3 separate regions of the Mus musculus genome follow, and regions 1 and 2 are each linked to region 3. Evidence: chromatin contacts called from public ChIA-PET and Hi-C data. All regions are on one chromosome and are shown on one strand. The core of a region is the stretch at or near the end of the contact, and the rest is flanking DNA. Distances in the headings are between cores, read along the strand shown. Region 1 has its middle 23 kb from the start of Gm35524. Region 2 has its middle 28 kb from the start of Cnpy1. Region 3 holds the start of En2 (engrailed 2).

Region 1 (2,700 bases), core at 181-2,680, 100 kb before region 3:
GTGACCAAGACAGATGTGATGTAGATAGATATGAACATGGCTATGATAGAGGTAGATATGACTATGAATGTAATGCGGAAATAGAAACAGATGCTGATACAGATGGACACATAATGTAGATTTGCTTATAAACTTTGATTTGGATATAAGTGTAGGTAAAGATACAGGCAAATACTGGGGGCTGTTGAGAGAGCTAGCTCTGCAGAAGGGTTGAGGATACCATAAGAACATGGTTCACAGAATCAACTGCCCAGGACTCGTGGGGGTCACAGATATTAGGGGGTGTATATGGATCTTACCTAAGCCCTCTGCATATGTGTTATGGCTGAGAGGCTTGGTCTTCTTGTGGGACTCCCAACAGTGGGAGTTGGGGCTGTCTCTGATGCTTTTGCCTGCTTGTGGGATCCCTTTCCTCCCACCGGGTTGCCTTGTCCAGTCTTGATGTGATGCTATGTGCTGGGTCTTATGGTCTCCACTGATACTGTGTCGTGCTGAGTTTGGTTGATGTCCCTGGGAGGCCTGCTCCTTTCTGAGGGGAAGCAGAGGGAGGGTAGACATGAGGATCAGTAGAGGTGGGAGAGAGAGACCAGGGGAAGGGAGGGCTGGGTAACTGCAGTTGGGTTGTAATATATGAGAGCAATACTTTTTTTAAAGAAGAAAGAAAGGAGAGAGTCTTACAGAGAGAAACAGAGAAAGAGACAGATAGATGAGAGAGGGAGATAGATGAGAGAGAGAGAGAGAGAGAGAGAGAGAGAGAATGAATTTGCTCTGTGACCGACAGCTAAAGCCCACAGCCTCTCTGTGTGGGTTGGAGATCCAGGGAGTCCAAGAGTGTGACTCTCAGTCAGAGGCTGAAAACCAAGGACCTGCACTGGCCCAAGGGCTGGCATCTAAAGTTCAGACGTCTGACTCAGCTGGATACCTAGGGTGGAAGTGAACTCTCCTGTGTCATGCTGCCACATCTGGCCTAGGTGACAGAATGGCACCTGCAGCATTGGCAACGTCAGGCTATTCTTCAGTCAGAAGTTAGGCGGCTGGTGTTTTCTAGAAACAAAAAAGAATGGTTCACCAGTCGTTGATATGTTGACACTTCACCACCACAATCTACTTTACAAGTTGGGGACCTGAGTCTAGATGGCAAGCATTCCCCAGCTTCCTGTCTTAGTTACGTACCACAATAAACAAACCTAACAAAAGCAACTCCGAGGAGAAGAGATTCATTTTGGCTCGCAGTTCCAGAGGGTTAGAGAATGTCATATTAGGGAAAGTGTGGCAAGAGCAGGAGGCTGGCCACATTACATCTACACTCCAGGAAAGAGCAAACAGGAAGTAGGGCGAAGCCAAAAAGCCTCAAGGCACGCCCTCATTGAGCCACTTCCTCCAGGATCACTTTCTAAAGTGATCACTTCACTTTCTAAAACCTACACAGGCTGTGCAAACAGCGTCAGAAACCACTTCAAACACACGAGCCTGTGGGAGACAGTTTACATTCAAACCCTAATGTGCCCAGTAGGCAACACCCATGCCTGGGGAGGCAGCTGCCTGAGGAGCAGAGCACTCACCCTGGAGCCACTTGCCCGTTACAACCTCACACTCACTGCAGCCTTGGAAGGCACTGCATAAAGGAGGAATCTGAGACCAGCTCCAACTTACTTGCCTGGACTTGATGATAAGAATGATAGACATATAGGCCAGTGCTTATCTCAGAGCTCAGGGCACTGCCTGCCCCGAAGTGTGGATGTTCAGTCACTATTGGCTTATATGCAAGGGATAGTGCTGTTTAAATCCCAAGGTGTCCCTGGTCTGAGTGATACATCCAGATGCCCAAGGAAGGCCTGGGGTTACACAGGGGAGAGGAAAGCTTTGTGATGCACCCCAGAGTACCTTTCCAACATCGGAAGGACCTTCCTTATCCCCATAACATTGCATCATACTGTCCAAGCTGCATAAACATGGCAGCAGTCCTTTTATAGCCAAAGCCCCAAAGACTGGACATATCTGCCCTTGATGGGTGCTGGACAAGGAATGGCACCAGGAATAACTTAACACGGTGTTGGGTGGGACAGAGAGGCAGAACAACAGGTATTCAGGGGTCAGCTCCCAAACTGAAGGCTCACATCAGATAAGTGAGAGTTCATGGTTGCAAAGTCACGTTCCCTACATAGGAAAAGACAACTGTAATCCCCATTGTAGTGGGTGACAGTCTCAGGACTCCCTGTGTTCAGCTACAGAGGAGACGTGATCTTGAAATGCAACTGAGACCTGCTGGAGAACTACAAGTTGCCCTGAACCCCTTTATCCTGCATATTTGCACAGGGGACTCTTGAGCCTTTGCTGGCTTTAAAATGTCTGACTTCCTATGCCCACTGGATGGTCAACCTGAAGGGGGGCTTTTTCTGCCTTTTTCCTGTTTTGTGCAGCAGAAAAGCCCAGGGGAGAGATGAGGATGCAGGAGAAGAAAAAAAGCCCTCAGTAAGCTGGAAGGATAATAAGAATGTTGGCAGCAGGGCCAAATACAGACTTCCCAGCTCCTGCCTCCTAAGTCAAAATGCCCAGTGCTGAGTCCTCCGTGCCTCTGAAAGCGAAAGAAAGAACTTTCACCACCAGAGCAGAAGGCCCGCACTGCCCAGAGATACTGTGGGGTAGACCTGCCTTCAAGATCAGAGGTCTTCGGACTTAAGATTCGACAGTAAAATTATA
Region 2 (2,700 bases), core at 57-2,556, 73 kb before region 3:
GCAGGAAAGGGGCTGCAGTGCGGGGAGATGGCAGAATTGCCTTCTAGTTTGTGCTGTTATTTATCCCTTGGGAGAGCCTCTTTATCACCACCCTGAGTGTCCACCCCATGCAAGAGATAATAGGGATTTTATTTGGGGCTTGGCTGTGGGGGCAGCAGACTCCAGTTCCTCACCTCACAGAGATGTTCCTCTGATCAGTCCCCTCTTCTCCAGTGCAGTCACACCAGGAACAGAAACAGCCACAGGAAATTCTCTTTCAATCCACTTTTCAATCCACTGAAATGGCCCAGATGTTCAACATGGTGGTGGGCAAGACCTGATGGGCATAGCTATCTGACTCTTCAGCACCAGGACGGACACCCTATGTCTGCGTGATGCCTGATACCAACACAGGGAGCTTACCTCTAATCCCTTTGTTTAGGTCAGCCTGGCACCCTGATCACTAGGGCTGTCTCAGACTTCCTCATCTCCCACGTCCCTAGAAGAACCTACAAGTCCACATCCCGAGAGAACCTGAAGAGATGGAGCTTCCATTCATCCACTGTCCTCTGTGGCTTAGGAGTATCCAGTGCTTGCTGGCACTGTGCCTACAGCCCTGCGCACCTCCTTGCACATTCACACGTGATCTAGAGTCTTGTCACCTGCAAGTCTCCATGCTAACCCTTGCGATCCAACAGAGGAGACCTCCAAAGTGCCTAGGCCCTGCCATCAGGGCTCTTTCAAGGCCAGTGCAGCTGGATTGTACACTGAGCTGGGAACAGGTTTAGCCCTGGTCCCAGCAGCCAGGCTCCCTTCCTGATTAGCTTCTTGCTAGCAAGTCTGAAGTCACCAGGCAGACCATTAAGAGGACCAGAGTTAGTGAGAGCAAGGGTTCCAGGCAGTGACTTGTCTAAGTCCATATATGGATGTATATGTGCCTAGGTGTGTATGCTCAATTATATGTATGTGCATGTGTGTGTGCACCTGTATAAGTGTGTGTATGCATATCTGTATGTCTGCACATGTGTATAAGTGAATCTGTGTGAGCACATGTGCATGTGTGCATGTACACATGAGAATAAATGGGTGGCTACCAGAAACAGGCTCTTATTTGCCTTTCAGAGCAGAGACAGCCTAGGCACAACTGTGGATGGTGTGGCGCTCTGTTTTAGCTACAATGATGACACCTTGATTGATTAGGAAGCTCTTGGTATCCCAGAGCTGGGAAGGGAAGATAAGTCACATTTCCTGCTTATTGGGCAGGACTCACAGTCCTGTGGGGCTTGTGCTGTTCCAGGAAGAGCCAGCAGGCGGATCTTTCTCCCACTGCTTCTCATCCTCCCAGACCCCCTCAAAGGGTTAACAAGCTCCTCCCTCTCCCCAAACTTAGGGAATTTAACATTTGTGCCTTCTTCACCACTGTGGGGAGAGGCTTTGGATTAAAGGGGGGTGGGGAGTCTTAATCCTCCTCGTGGGCATTGGGACAGTGCGGAGCAGCCAGATCCTAACGTTTGGCCATTTGAAGGGAGGAAGAGCTTCCCCAGCAGAAGCAGGTAATTACAAACTTCTCAAAGAAAGCTCCCTGATCCCGAGATATTGTTCTCTGTTCAAAGATGCTCAGTTCCTTGCTTTGTCCTGTCTGATTTTGCATACTTCACCCATGGCCTCTCTTGAGCACATACAATAACTCCGCACTGTCCTGAAAATGGCCCAAACCTTCCCCCTTTTTGGAGAATGGCACACTCCAAGCCTAAGACAGCCTCATTTGTTGGCCCACTAAAAATGTCAGGCCCTGTTGGGTACCTGGCTCTTTCCTTCTCCCTCATCCTCCACCCTGGGCTTCCTGTGTAGAACTTCCTGAGTTTGCAGGATGGCTGCAGCAGGCAAGGGAAGCCTCCTGGAGACAGAGCTTCTGAGTCAGCTGTCACACTGTGTGCCTGAGAAGGCTGCCTCTGTCCCACTTATTCTTGGCCTTCAGACCTGCCGTGGACATTCTTTACAGACAGCATCTTCTTGTAAGTAGGAATGTGAGTGGTGCTCATGTGAATATTGGGGAGCTGATAATGAGGAGCAAAGGAGAGAGGAGCAATGTCTGTTTTCTGAAGATGGAATGAGGTAGATGTGCTCAAAGGAGTTGGTTCCCTGAGTTAGACCTTCCTTACAGTGTTCTCCTGGCCAGGGGGACACCCTGCTGCAGGCTGCATCCCACAGTACTATGAGGTTTATAATTCAAATTGTTCAGCTAGACATTTAAAAAACAAAACAAAACAAAACCCTAAAAACCTAGAATACTTCTGAGAGAGAAGCAGAAGGCATCATAAAATCAAACAGAGTCCTGGAGGCTCCAGAGCTGCTCGATGGGCAAAGTGCTTGCTATCCATACACAAGAGGTCCTCAGCACCGCATTAAAGCAGCAGGGCCTGTAATCTATGCTGAGAAGGCAGAGAGGCTCCCTCGGGCTTGCTGCCAGCTAGTCTGGGCAAACCCATGGGCTCCAGGGTCAGTGAAACACTGTCTCAGAAGACAAGGTTTGAACAATGGAGCGAGACAGCAGATGTCACACAAACTGTTCTATCTGAGGAGAGGGAAAGCCCCCTCTACAAGAGTGGTTTAAAGGCTAGGACCTAGAGGAAAGAGGCTAGAGAGATGGCTCAGTGGCTAAGAGTGTGTGCTGCTTTTACAGGGGACCCAAATTCCACCTATGTCAGGTGGCTCAAAACT
Region 3 (2,700 bases), core at 85-2,584:
AAGGAACCCCCAGGATCGCCGGGTTTTTTGGCACCACCGTGAAGTGATAGCGTCTTGGAACCTCCTTCTCCGTCGACCGCAGGGTCGCCAGCGGCGGCGGAGAGCGTTCCTCCCGCGCTGGGTGCGCACGCTGGGTTCGGTCGGGACTCCCTGGCGCCCAGTAGCTGCTCGGCTCCGCCTGCGCCGCCGCCGCCTCCTTCGGTAGTGCCAGCGCCGCCTTCGCCTCCCCTGGCTCCGCCCGCGCCCGCACAGCAAGTCCCCGCGTCCTTTCGGCGGCCAAACTCAGGCCGCAGGATGTTATCGATGAAGAAGTTGGTGATGCGATGTGGATGCTGGTGGTTGCCTGGCGCCTGTAGGACCTCGGGCAGCATCAGAGCCCGCCGGCGGCCGGTGTCCGAGTCGCTCGGGCTGCTGCCGCCGCCAGAGCCGCCGCCGGAGCTGGGTTCCGGCTGTCTCTGCGCCTCCGCCGCCGTCTCGCTGGGCTTGGAATCCTTCTCCTCCATACTTCACAGAAAATCCCAAATCGCCTCTCCACCGGCCCACCGCCAAAGCGATCTCCGGCCGATCCGCGGCACACAGCGAGCCCCGAGCGCTCCTACGCAGCCGAGTCCTCCGAGCGTGCGAGCGGCGACAGTGGCCAGGGCTGGAGTCCTACAGGTCGCCGGGCGCGCTCGGAGCCAAGCCACGTTCGGATCCACGGAGTGCGTTAGCAAATCACCAGTCTCCCCGCCGGCAGGGACGCCGGGCGATTCAACGGAAGCGGGTCCCGGTCTTGGCGACGCACCGGACTCTAGATGGTCACCGCACCACTCCGGGGACCCGGGACGTCCGTGCAACTCCGCGCTCCTTTTGGTGGTCAGCAGCCTCGGGCTCCGGCGCCGCCGCCTCCGCCGCTGCCGCGCGCATGCAGGCAGCGCGCCGCCCGCGCTCACTGCCGCTCGGGCCCGCTCGGGCAGCCACTGCTCGGCCGTTGCCACCCGCCGGTCCCGGCCGACCCTCGAGGCTGCTGGGCGCGGGTTCTCAGCGCGCCCGCAGCCGCCAGCACGCACATGGAGGGCCGTGGGCCCGCGCTGCGCTCCGCCCGCCCCGGGGCTCCCCGCGCCAGGCCGCCGCCCCGCTGCGGGCCGGGGCGCCCCACGGGCGAGCGGCTGCGCCCCCGCTGAGCCCCGCGCAGCCCCGCGGCCCGAGCCGCATGAGTGAGGGGCGGGAGGCCGGGCCGGGCAGGGCCTCCTGCGCTCCCTCCCTCCCGGTCCGCGCGCCTTCGCTGCCTCGGCTTTCGCGCGGGCTCGGGAAAATTTCAGGCCACTTAGCGCAACCTGAGACACTTTCACTCTGGATTTTTGTTCTTATTTTTAACAGAGCCCCCTCAAGTGACGTCGCGGGCCGGTCTCCTGGACACGTGCCTCGGGCCAATGGCAGCCGCGCCGCTCATCCACGTGACGCGCCCGCGGCAGCTTGGTGACAGGAACCGCCTGCCGCCCCTCCCCCGCCGCCACCTCCCCTCCCCCCTTTAAAGTGGCCGTGCCCAGGGCTCCCGGCGCGGGAGCCTATAATCCAGCCAGATCCATCGGCGAGTCAGCGGTGCTCACTCGCACTCCTCATCTTCTCTCGGTTAGAGACGCTGAGGAAGCTTGTGAACAGTCCCACCAGGTCACTGCTACGCCTAACTGGACACGCGCCGAAAGATCGTTATTTTTTAACATTCCCATATTGTTTACGGTGTGGTGAGATCCCACAATTCCTTGCACAAAATGCATAAATAAAATTAAATGAGGTACCGAGATACAAAGGGACGTTTGTGACCCGCTTTCTTTGCTGGTGGAGGGGAAAATTGTCACTTTGGTTCCCCAGCAGCGTGCAGTCCTAATCGGCAGGCAAGAGCACAGGTACCTGCAGAATCCTACTCTCAGCATGCATGTTTGTGCCTGTGCAGGAGACGCATGCATACGGAAAGATTCCACCCGTGGACAGTGGCTCCTCGGGAACCTCAACGTAGATCTTTATCTATGCGAGAATACACTTTAGTGCACCATTTAAGAAAGGAGAAATAAAAGGATTATTTAAGAAGGGTTATAACATGATCTTCTAATTTAGAAATGAGTGATGACTGCTTAGCCAAACCTTTAACCCATCCACCCCACAAGTGATCCTGAATACAGCTGTACACACACACACACACACACACACACACAGAGAGAGAGAGAGAGAGAGAGAGAGAGAGAGAGAGAGAGAGAGAGAGACAGAGAGACAGAGAGACAGAGACAGAGACAGAGAGAGAGAGAGACAGAGACAGAGAGAGACAGAGAGAGACAGAGAGAGACAGAGAGCCAGTCAGAGACAGAGACTGAGACAGAGAGCCAGTCATCAGTACTCCCCATTTCCTATGTTGAGCCACCAGGCCACTGATCTCCTTATCTTTGTATCAAAACATTTAAGCTGATTTTGGAAGAAAGCAAGGCTAATTTGAAAGAATAGGGATGCTGTGATAGGAGGGGGAGCTCCAATTTGTTTTCCCTTGCTCTGTCTTTATTCCTTCTCTAAACTTCCCTCCAGTTGCTGACAGAATGGCTCTTTTCTACTCTCTTTCCCCAACATCTCCCAAGATCTTTTCAGTTTGCTTTTCTCTCCCCTACCAAAATTCTGGTTACTACAGGCTCCCACGTCTGTGAAAAAAAATATGGAAATGTATTAACTTTGAGA

Evidence for each region. Hi-C and Micro-C count contacts between places; a contact is called where the count stands out from the background. ChIA-PET counts read pairs in DNA pulled down with a chosen protein or histone mark.
Region 1: a contact with region 3 is called in an RNA polymerase II ChIA-PET map of memory CD8 T cells, with 104 read pairs. The contact joins the enhancer-like site here to the promoter of En2 in region 3. A contact is called at or near these places in 3 of 484 Hi-C or Micro-C datasets (cerebellar granule neurons, cerebellum and pre-pro-B cells), 4 of 115 datasets of contacts at active chromatin or transcription factors (CD8 T cells, bone marrow-derived macrophages, embryonic stem cells and 1 more) and 3 of 9 other capture datasets (adipose tissue, embryonic stem cells and pancreatic islet).
Region 2: a Hi-C map of cerebellum shows a contact between it and region 3, with 2.6 times the contacts expected there. The contact joins the enhancer-like site here to the promoter of En2 in region 3. A contact is called at or near these places in 7 of 39 promoter capture datasets (the 3T3-L1 cell line, 3T3-L1-derived adipocytes, cranial neural crest and 3 more), 7 of 484 Hi-C or Micro-C datasets (brain, cerebellar granule neurons, cerebellum and 3 more), 6 of 115 datasets of contacts at active chromatin or transcription factors (CD8 T cells, embryonic hindbrain, embryonic midbrain and 1 more) and 4 of 9 other capture datasets (adipose tissue, embryonic stem cells, liver and 1 more).

The regions. Positions count from the first base shown.
Region 1 is chr5:28,268,556-28,271,255 of GRCm38.p6, reverse strand. No RefSeq gene overlaps it. Among named protein-coding and RNA genes, the nearest start is that of Gm35524, 23 kb to the left of the region's middle. Within about 2 kb of position 1,430, at least 98 of the 459 cell types and tissues checked have an H3K27ac peak or open chromatin away from gene starts, as enhancers often do. A contact at or near this core is called in CD8 T cells, adipose tissue, bone marrow-derived macrophages and 2 more, where this site is marked.
Region 2 is chr5:28,237,012-28,239,711 of GRCm38.p6, reverse strand. It overlaps a transcript of Cnpy1 not described here. Among named protein-coding and RNA genes, the nearest start is that of Cnpy1, 28 kb to the right of the region's middle. Within about 2 kb of position 1,306, at least 19 of the 459 cell types and tissues checked have an H3K27ac peak or open chromatin away from gene starts, as enhancers often do. A contact at or near this core is called in cerebellar granule neurons and cerebellum, where this site is marked.
Region 3 is chr5:28,164,330-28,167,029 of GRCm38.p6, reverse strand. It overlaps En2 (engrailed 2), which reads right to left and starts at 1,334. Exons shown (of 2, transcript NM_010134.4): 1 at 1-1,334. The coding sequence starts at 503.